2 separate regions of the Mus musculus genome follow, and region 2 is linked to region 1. A link is a contact called in public Hi-C data. All regions are on one chromosome and are shown on one strand. Each heading gives the region's core, a stretch centred on a gene start, on an enhancer-like site or on the middle of the called end of the contact. The rest is flanking DNA. Distances are from core to core; before and after follow the strand shown. Region 1 overlaps Dgki (diacylglycerol kinase, iota). Region 2 overlaps Creb3l2 (cAMP responsive element binding protein 3-like 2).

Region 1 (4,533 bases), core at 1,353-3,852:
GCATGCCTGCTGCAATGTTAGGAATAACATTTCATTCTTAATTATCAGAACACCTCCTTTGGCCTCACCAAATGAAATACTTTGCTCCTGGTCAATCACAAACATGGATTTAAGGACATTATGCCAGCAACATGAATGGCATTTTCTTTCTTTCCATCCTGAGCCTCGATACCAATTGCATTCGGGATTATTTTGATCACACTGTACATTAAATAGGAAACATAAACATCACTTTAATGACCAACTACTTTATACAACATATCCCACTGGCTGGACAGAAAGTTGCTTTTTCTATCTTAGATTCATTCCTAAAGCAGTCTGAAAGGCTGATGTTAATTACAAATTCCCACCTCTGCTACGTAAGAACACACATCATGATTTCAGCTTCTCCTATTATGCAGACAATGTGAGATAATTAACATCTTTCGAGAAAGGAAAATATAAAGTGCAGAAAGGTTAGTTTGTTCAACCTAAAGTTTCTGTAAAAGGTTTGATCAGCTGCATGGTTTCAGTTTTGCTCGTTTTAAACTTGTGTTCACTGGAACTCCTAATATCTTAATGTATCCTTCCAACAAGGAATGTCAACAAAGCCTGGCAAGTTGTTCCTTCTGTGCCCCCCAAAGAGTTTGTTCTCGGCTCAGTCTATTGGGCCAGCAGCCCTGGACTTGAGCAGAAATAACCTATGCAACAGTGCTTGGTTTCTTCTAAGCAGGAGTAGACTTAACATCCATTAAACAGTGGTGCAGGGTTGGAGAGGGAATAAAGAACTGGCTATGGAAGGATCAAGATGCTGAGTTTTAATCCCCAGCACACACTTAAAAAGACAGGCACACACCTAGAACCTCAACACCGGGGAGGTAGAGACAGCCACACTCCTGGAGCTTGCTGGCCACCCAGTCCAGACAAATTAGTGAGCTCCAAGTTCAGTCAGGGACTCTGCTATCAAAGAAAGACCAAGGAAAGTGACTGAGGAAGCCATCAAATACGTGTTCTCTCTCTCTCTCTCTCTCTCTCTCTCTCTCTCTCTCTCTCTCTCTCTCTCTCTCATACACACACACACACACACACACACACACACACACACACTTCATTTCCATAATATGGTATGAAAAGAATTTGAACAAAATCATTTCTTTAAAGCAACCCAGGTGAGTGGGGCATGCAAGCTAGACGCTCGTAAAGTTAAACACTCACACATTTAAATAAGACCTACCAAACTGCCTCTAACACTGAGATAAGCTACTTTAGTGCTCTCCCAGAGTCAATGAATGAAATGGGGGTTACTGGTCACACAAATGGGATACACTGGAAAGGAGTCATGAAATCTACTCAGTCATTTACACAACTGTCACCAGCAAGCACGTGACAGTTCTCATATGCTGCATGCCAAACATAAGGCCTGCAGCTTTTATACCCATGTCTGGTTTTCTTGAATGGGAGTTGGGGGGTGGGGACAGTGCTCATGAATTCCTGTTCCATTCCCAGGTATAATAACTTACTGACTATTGAACAATGTAGAGATCATGTGATTGGGTACTCTTGACTGGGTACCCTTGGGAGTCTTGCCAGGGCCCTCATTAATTACTTACTAACCCTGGGCTGTCTCTCCAAACCAATCTGACCCTTAGAAGCCTAAATTTGTAGAAAACAATAAAGTTGTATTTAGCTCCAGACTAAAACGTTTTCAGCACTTCAAAATCTAATGCCTGCACTGAGGCAATGCAAGTATTTCAGAGACAGTTTATGGAATTTGTTTCTCAGTCAGAGTCTTTCATCTGTTCCCTACGTCTCTATTGATATACTTGGCCCTGACTTAAGAGGGTGGCTATCTGGGGGACACTGGTTCACAGAGAGTGGCATAAACTCAGCCAACATAAATCTATCCACCAGCAGCTTCCCACTCATGTCAGTACCCAGAGCTCCGGTCTAAGAATGTAGTTTCCTCCACACATCTGCCTTGGAACTCCATACTGGACAGTGTGAGCAGAGAATCCCTTGACTCTCAGGACTGCATAGACCCATTCTAGTGGTTAACATCTGCGCATCTGTGAATTTATATGAGGTAACATGAGAAAGAGTCTCTGGACTCAGTAAACAGCGGAGGTATGTCATAGGAGTGAGATGCGCCCAGCCTTCCCAACTTCCCACACAGAGGAGGGGATTGTGATGGAGAAAACTTTTCATCCTACCTTCCGTCTCCCTCCCACAGGGAGAGAGAGTACTTCAAAGCTGATATTTTAATGCCTGGACCCAATACCTTTCTCCTCAAATATTTCTGGTGGCAACAGTACAACCGGTGTCTAAACCTTTACTGAATACCAGTGTCATGTGTACACGGATGGGGCAGGATAAATAGAAACAACTAGTGTGAAGTTTAAATGGAAGTGTTGTTTAACAGAAACAGCCCTGGAGTATGTTTAGCCCAATATAATCCTTCAAAATATTGAATTTTTTTTTTCAAGTCTAAATGAGGGAACAAGAGACAGTTTTCCTCCTCACCACTAGATGGCGATATCATCTAGTTGTTTACTTCAGACTAATGCAAGTTTAAAAGTGGTTTTGGAGCCTGCTCTTCAGAGAGGAAATGAGTCAGAGGAGTAAGACGAGTGAAATATTGTTAAACTACAAAAATCAGAATATGCCCACCCATCTTAGGAAGCCCTGGTCGGGCAGCTAGATCTATCTCCTAGCAGAGGCATCATCGAGATCTATCTCCTAGCAGATACAGCATCGAGAACATGTGAGGAATGAGAGGTCCTACCTGGATACTCCTGGCCATCAAGACTTACTGAGATGTCCCCTCTGCCTTAACAGGCTTCCAGGAGACTATCTGCACACTAAAATTAGCCATGTCACCTTGCTGTTGCTGTTCATAAACAAAAAGAATTCGAAAACCAAAATACTTAAATACAGTTTCCATGGCACAAACCCAAGTTTTAAGGCATTTTTAAACGGGCTGGACACCTTTATCCAATCACATTTCCTTTTTTTTTTTCTGCATGTTCCCTTCACAGCAGTGTCATCGAAACACGGAACATGCATCGTAGCATCTGCTCTGATGTTTGTATCTCTCACTGTACAATTGTTAGTTTACTATGCTCCATGCTCTCAAAATTCCCCCAGTACTCTGACACCTACACTCAGAGAGAACACAAGCCCAGAGAACATGACCTCTATCATCCCTGAGAGACCGGTGCACCTCAGGGCCTTAGAACACAGTGAGAGGGTGACTGATTTTGAAAGTGGTTTAAAAAGGCACCGGTGAGCCTTGAAGGATGACCAGAAATTTCCCGTGTCAGAGAAAAGAGGGGACTTTCCTCTCAGATTCCCTCTCCGAGTAGTTACACAGAACCCCTCTTCCGGGTCTAATGTGCTCAGTTTGGAAGACAAGACAAATGTCACCTAATTTACCCACCCTCACCCCAGCCCCACTGACTCCTTTCCTGTCCCTAAGAAAAAAGATTTCCTCCAAATTCACTTAGCTTTGATCTGTGAGTCCTCTGTGAACTGAGAAGCAGTCTTTAGATAACGTCTGAAGCCTTCTGTCATTATTAATTCACAGAGACTGGAACAGGAACAGGGCTGTACAGTGGCTTGCAAGCCTCACAAAGGAAAGGAAAACCGAAAAGCACATACAGAGGAGGGGGTAGCGTGATCAATGAACCCACTTCAGGGCTGGGGTGCAGCTCAGCTGGTGGAGTGCTTGCCAGTACACATGAAACCTTGGGTTGTATTAACTGGGCCTAGTGGCACATGATGTAATCCTCAGAAGGGAGAGGGTCATGTGTTCAAGTTATTCTTGACTATCCGGGGAGCTCAAAGCCAGCTTGGGCTACTCAAAAACCATGAGTTATGTAGGGAGAGCCCTGATACAATTTAGTAGATGGTAACTAGCCTGCAGTGCTCAGACTACCAAACCCAGGAAACTGATTGCAAATACTTTGATCATTTTCTGGATTTTCAACTGCATCACCCTTGTTAGGCTACAAGGAGGCCAGTCCTTGAGTGGGTGTGTCAGGGGAAACTGAACATCAACCCTAAGAAACCCTTCACTAGGTTCTTCTCCAGTATTACAGTAGAACCACACCTTAGACGAGGAAGGACATCACCACTCACAGACAGGAAAGTGAAGGGTGCAGAAAATACATTGTTTGTTAGAATAGCGGTTTTCCCTGTTCTCCATAGTACTGAAATTGGTTTTTAACCTTTTGAGTGATCAGGCGTCTTGAAGAAGGAGGAGACCAGAGGTTTCTTTGAAACCATAGGCTCTCCTGCGACAAGTTACCCTGTAACCAGTTCATCCTGAGAAATGACCATGATTTTAGCAATGGTGACGTCATTTGGAAGACTCAGACAAAACCCTAATGACATGACATCTTTCATCATGTAGGCCATCAAAGAAGCTCAGATCTCTACTTGTTAATAGTGAAACTTCAAAGAGTCTTTTCTCAAAGGGTAAAGTGTACACTTAATGGTCAGAAAAAAGATAAGTTCTGCATCCAAATTCCCAAGAAAATAATGGAAAATCAAAGC
Region 2 (4,533 bases), core at 1,003-3,502, 300 kb after region 1:
TGAAAGGATGGACCATGTAGAGACTGCCATATCCAGGGATCCACCCCATAATCAGCATCCAAACGCTGACACCATTGCATACACTAGCAAGATTTTATTGAAAGGACCCAGATGTAGCTGTCTCTTGTGAGACTATGCCGGGGCCTAGCAAACACAGAAGTGGATGCTCACAGTCAGCTAATGGATGGATCACAGGGCTCCCAGTGGAGGAGCTAGAGAAAGTAGCCAAGGAGCTAAAGGGATCTGCAACCCTATAGGCGGAACAACATTATGAACTAACCAGTACCCCGGAGCTCTTGACTCTAGCTGCATATGTATCAAAAGATGGCCTAGTCGGCCATCACTGGAAAGAGAGGCCCATTGGACACGCAAACTTTATATGCCCCAGTACAGGGGAACGCCAGGGCCAAAAAGGGGGAGTGGGTGGGTAGGGGAGTGGGGGTGGGTGGGTATGGGGGACTTTTGGTATAGCATTGGAAATGTAAATGAGCTAAATACCTAATAAAAAATGGAAAAAAAAAGTCTATGAGAAGTATGTTAGAAAATAACCACAGTGCATCAAATTACAAAATGATTTATAATAATAGGGAAATACATATTGCAGTTATGATGTTCAAATGTGTTGTTTTTATGATTATAAACAATTATCCTTGCATGCTTCCCTTATAGGCAACTGACAACGGTAGGAATGAATGAATAAATAAACCGCTAAGATTTTATGGTTTCTGAAAAAAGAAAAAAGAAAAAGAAAAAGAAAAAAAAAAAAGCAGAACCCTTTCTGCTTTGTCCAGTGCCAAAATACTAGCCCTGACTATACTCACTGTCAGCCACTGCTGGGGAAGGGCCAAAGACCAGCGTCCGGAGGGAGTTATGAAACCGTTTCAGACGAGGATTCAGTAAACATATTCATGGAGAACAAGTCCAGTGTACGTTGTTCAATGAAAAGTTTTTAATTAAGAAATATGCATAATACACACACACACACACACACACACACATATACGGAGTATCCCAGAAAGTAATAATAGATCCAAATCAAAGAATTTTGAGGTTTACATATGTATTCTTTATATGTTGAGTGTGTGTGTGTGTGTGTGTGCGCGCATGTGTGTGTGTGTGTGTGCCAGAGGTGTCATCCTCAGAAGATGTCCGTCTCGCTTTTTTAGACAAGTTCTCACTGGCCTAAGCTCATCAGTTAGGCTAGGCTGACTGGTCAGTGAGCCCAGGGACCCATTTGTCTCTGGCTTCCCACCAGTGGGATTATAGACATACATCACCTCATGGTTCAAGCCCAAGGGCAAAGGGCCTACTATGCAAGCATGAAGAGTATGGAGAGCTGATGCTCCTTTAAAAGACAGGTGTGGCCATATGCTCTAGGTAGCTCAGCACTGGAGTTGGGAGTGATAGGGAATGAGGACAGCCAGTCCTGAACAGCCAGTCTACAGAAATGCCAAGTCTACAGGGTCGACTCCATAGGAAAACAGAGGGAGAACAATAGACAAGACATAGATTTCAATTTGCTGGCCTCCATTCCTTCCCCAGCCACATGCACATACATGCATAAATCCTCCACAACTTTATTAAATATAAATGCCCCGCTAATAACTGAAGAAGAAATGATTGGAGTCTGTAGAGCTGTTTCTAAATTCCTTATGTATTGATCTATCTAGGTAATTACTAGAAACTGATGATAAGCAGAAGATGAGTGTTTACACACCTCCTGAGGAGGATGCGGGGACTCAAAAGGAAGTCATAGGAAACTCAGAACTAGGCAAAGCATTCCACAGTAAACACGGGCCTGTCTAACAGGCACCACAGGAATGCCGGGCTTGGAGGCCAGTGGGATGACTGGCTGGACTCTGTACTAAGAAATACAGACATGGAAGAAAATCTGTATGTTAAAGATAAGAGGGCTTTCAGTGGACGCTTTGCCGAGGGCTTTCAGTGGACGCTTTGCCGATTTCAACTTTTGGATGTGTGGATACCTGACTTAAACCAACAAGCAAAACTAAAAAACAAAAACAAAAACAAAACGTTCCAGTCTGGTTGTGAGGGTGCACACCCGAAATCCCAGCACTTGGGAAGCGAAAACAGGGAGAAAGTTTTAAATGTTCATGATAATCAAGGAATAAATAAAACAAAGCCAAGTGCCACCAGATGGAGAGGGGAGGAGACCTCTTCCCAGGCCAAGTGGCCTGTGAGCCCTCCTCCTCAACAGACTTCTTGGTCCCAGAACAGCCCCGATGAGGCTTTGCTGCACCCGTGTGGCCAACAGGAGGCCTAACAGCAGAGCCGGGACAGACAGGCCCCAGGACACAAACTGAAAGGATAATGCTGACAGGATTCCTACCTGTTCCCCAGCTCAGGGCCAAATCAGTTCATACACAGAGCATCCACTGCAGCAAGGGAAGGGCTAGAGACCAAACGCTAAGGAAGTGGCTGAGATGCAGGATTCAAAGAGCCAAAAGAGCCTTGAAGTCACCTCTGCTGGTCAGAAGGTGGTCGGATGGAGATGGGGACTCAGCAGAAGATGGGGGAGGGGCAGGGAAGAGCAGCAAAACCAGAATCCTGATGGAGGAAGTTCCATCGGGTGGGGGAGGGGTGGTGGGGTAACGTCAGGGAAAGGAGAGGACGAGCTTGTCTGGAGGTCTGAGGACACAGGAGTCAGGCAAAGGGCACCTGAGTGCTCTTCCGGATTACCAAGATGGAACTAAGCTGATGGCCACAGACAACAGTTCAAGTCCTCAGCCTGCTGTTGTAACAAAAACCTACAGAGGTACAGGACTCGGACTTCAAATGTAAAAGCTGCTGTTGAAAGCATGTGAAGAGATCTAATCAGACCGTGTAGCCTTTGACATTTTGTTAGTAGGCATTAATGCTGACCCCGTAATGGCTGATTCGTATTTTCTTAGCTCCAAATGAAGTTTTTAATCTGCATGATGTATTGGACCTATAATTCAGTGGGCCTATACTTTACTAAGGGTGACAGGATTCTTTGACTCTGGGCATTTTCAGAACACAAGTGAGTACCATGTGAGCCCATGAACACACATTCTGGATCAGAGGTGAAGTGTCTTACCACATCCAAACCCCTTGCTCCTGAACCAGAGTTACACCCAATAGGATACTTCTCTACGGAAATTCACGGGATTAAGCTGGTGAGTGTTCCTGGGCAAGTCCCCTGGGTCCTGGGACCTTACTTATCTATGTAACAGGGATAATCTCACACCATCTCCTGAGAATTAGTGAGTTAAGATCTACAGTGTGCCCAAACAGTGACCGACATAGAAAACGTCAAAAGAATTCATCAGTTAAGAGCCACAGCTAATTTTTCAAAATGGGACTGAAATGTAAATCACTAATTTTTTCAAAGCAGGCTTATAAAACCATGCTGCCTTTTTAAACTAATAAGCATGATCGTGACTAGAATTAAATAACGCTACATCCCAGTGCCTCCCTGTCCAGCCCTAAAACTCATTTCCAGGAGAATCAGGCTTAGGGACTTTACTTATTCTGCTCTAAGCCCCTTTTAAACATTTCTTCTCTTCGTTAATCTGTCTGTTGTAATACTGAGGATTGAACCTTGGGCTTTGTGCATGTTAGGCAAGGGTTTCCTGTGACTGAGCCACACTCCCAGGCCAATCCTTTTTAACTTATAATAGCTCTCGTTATGACCACCTCCACACCAACCACTAAAAAGTAAAAAAACATCTGTGTGGCTGATGTGCGTGCATGGGGGAGCCCATGAAGCAGAAACTGGTAGGTGGTGGTCAGCTCAAGTATCCTGGTTGGTAGAATCCCTATCCCTCCCACTCTGGATGTGGACTACGACCCCCGCCATTGGACTACGGCCCCTGCCATTGGACACATCCCCTTCCTCTGGCCACACTCACCTATTGGTGTTCTCCAGCACCTCCACCTTCTTCCGAAGCTCCAAGTTCTCAGTTGAACAAGACTCCACTCTGTGGAGAGAGCAAAAAGACGCTCAACTCTCCACAGGGCAACTGCTCAGCCACGGGACTTTCACAGAGAAAGGAGTGAGGTGGTCAGTAAGGAAGAGCTGGGACAGCCTGACTAGAAAGACAATGAGGGTTCACAGGGACAACACGGCAGGTCAGGGCTCTCTTCAGGAAGTCACGTGGGCTGGACACACATAAATCGCACGAGGCATCTCAATCGGGTTCCCCACCTCTTCCTGCTGATCTCATCCCTCAATAGACCATGGGCTGTAGAGTCACCAGGGATCTGCACTGCTGTGGATCCCTGATACAAAGCTTGAAGCTTGGGTAAAAGGCAGGCAGGACCAGATCCCAGGGCCGTGAAGTGCTGGAGCGTACATGCCCAGAGACACAGAGAAGAGAGACCCATAGAAATAACCTTGATTGTGGATACCTTCAGGACACAATGAAACACAAGAAAACAGAACGGAAGTCCTTAATGCTACATTGCCTACTCCCAAACCAGCTTGGAGAAGGACAACTTTCCATAGAAGCTTCTAGAACTAGTTAGAAGCCGGCCAGGGCTTTACCTCAC

Evidence for each region. A called contact is a pair of places that touch in the nucleus more often than the background predicts.
Region 2: a Hi-C map of tail fibroblasts shows a contact between it and region 1, with 9 times the contacts expected there. The contact joins two enhancer-like sites. A contact is called at or near these places in 2 of 39 promoter capture datasets (embryonic stem cells and hippocampal neurons), 6 of 15 datasets of contacts at CTCF or cohesin (the NIH/3T3 cell line, embryonic stem cells, large pre-B cells and 2 more), 183 of 484 Hi-C or Micro-C datasets (the 3T3-L1 cell line, 3T3-L1-derived adipocytes, B cells and 86 more), 22 of 115 datasets of contacts at active chromatin or transcription factors (the NIH/3T3 cell line, T-cell acute lymphoblastic leukemia, Th17 cells and 16 more) and 2 of 9 other capture datasets (embryonic stem cells and embryonic tail).

The regions. Positions count from the first base shown.
Region 1 is chr6:37,052,084-37,056,616 of GRCm38.p6, forward strand. The region is part of intron 10 of Dgki (diacylglycerol kinase, iota); the gene reads right to left. Among named protein-coding and RNA genes, the nearest start is that of Gm52857, 150 kb to the left of the region's middle. Within about 2 kb of position 2,603, at least 19 of the 459 cell types and tissues checked have an H3K27ac peak or open chromatin away from gene starts, as enhancers often do. A contact at or near this core is called in the N1E-115 cell line and tail fibroblasts, where this site is marked.
Region 2 is chr6:37,349,664-37,354,196 of GRCm38.p6, forward strand. Creb3l2 (cAMP responsive element binding protein 3-like 2) reads right to left here. Exons shown (of 12, transcript NM_178661.4): 8 at 3,894-3,962. Among named protein-coding and RNA genes, the nearest start is that of Dgki, 52 kb to the left of the region's middle. Within about 2 kb of position 2,253, at least 24 of the 459 cell types and tissues checked have an H3K27ac peak or open chromatin away from gene starts, as enhancers often do. A contact at or near this core is called in the N1E-115 cell line and tail fibroblasts, where this site is marked.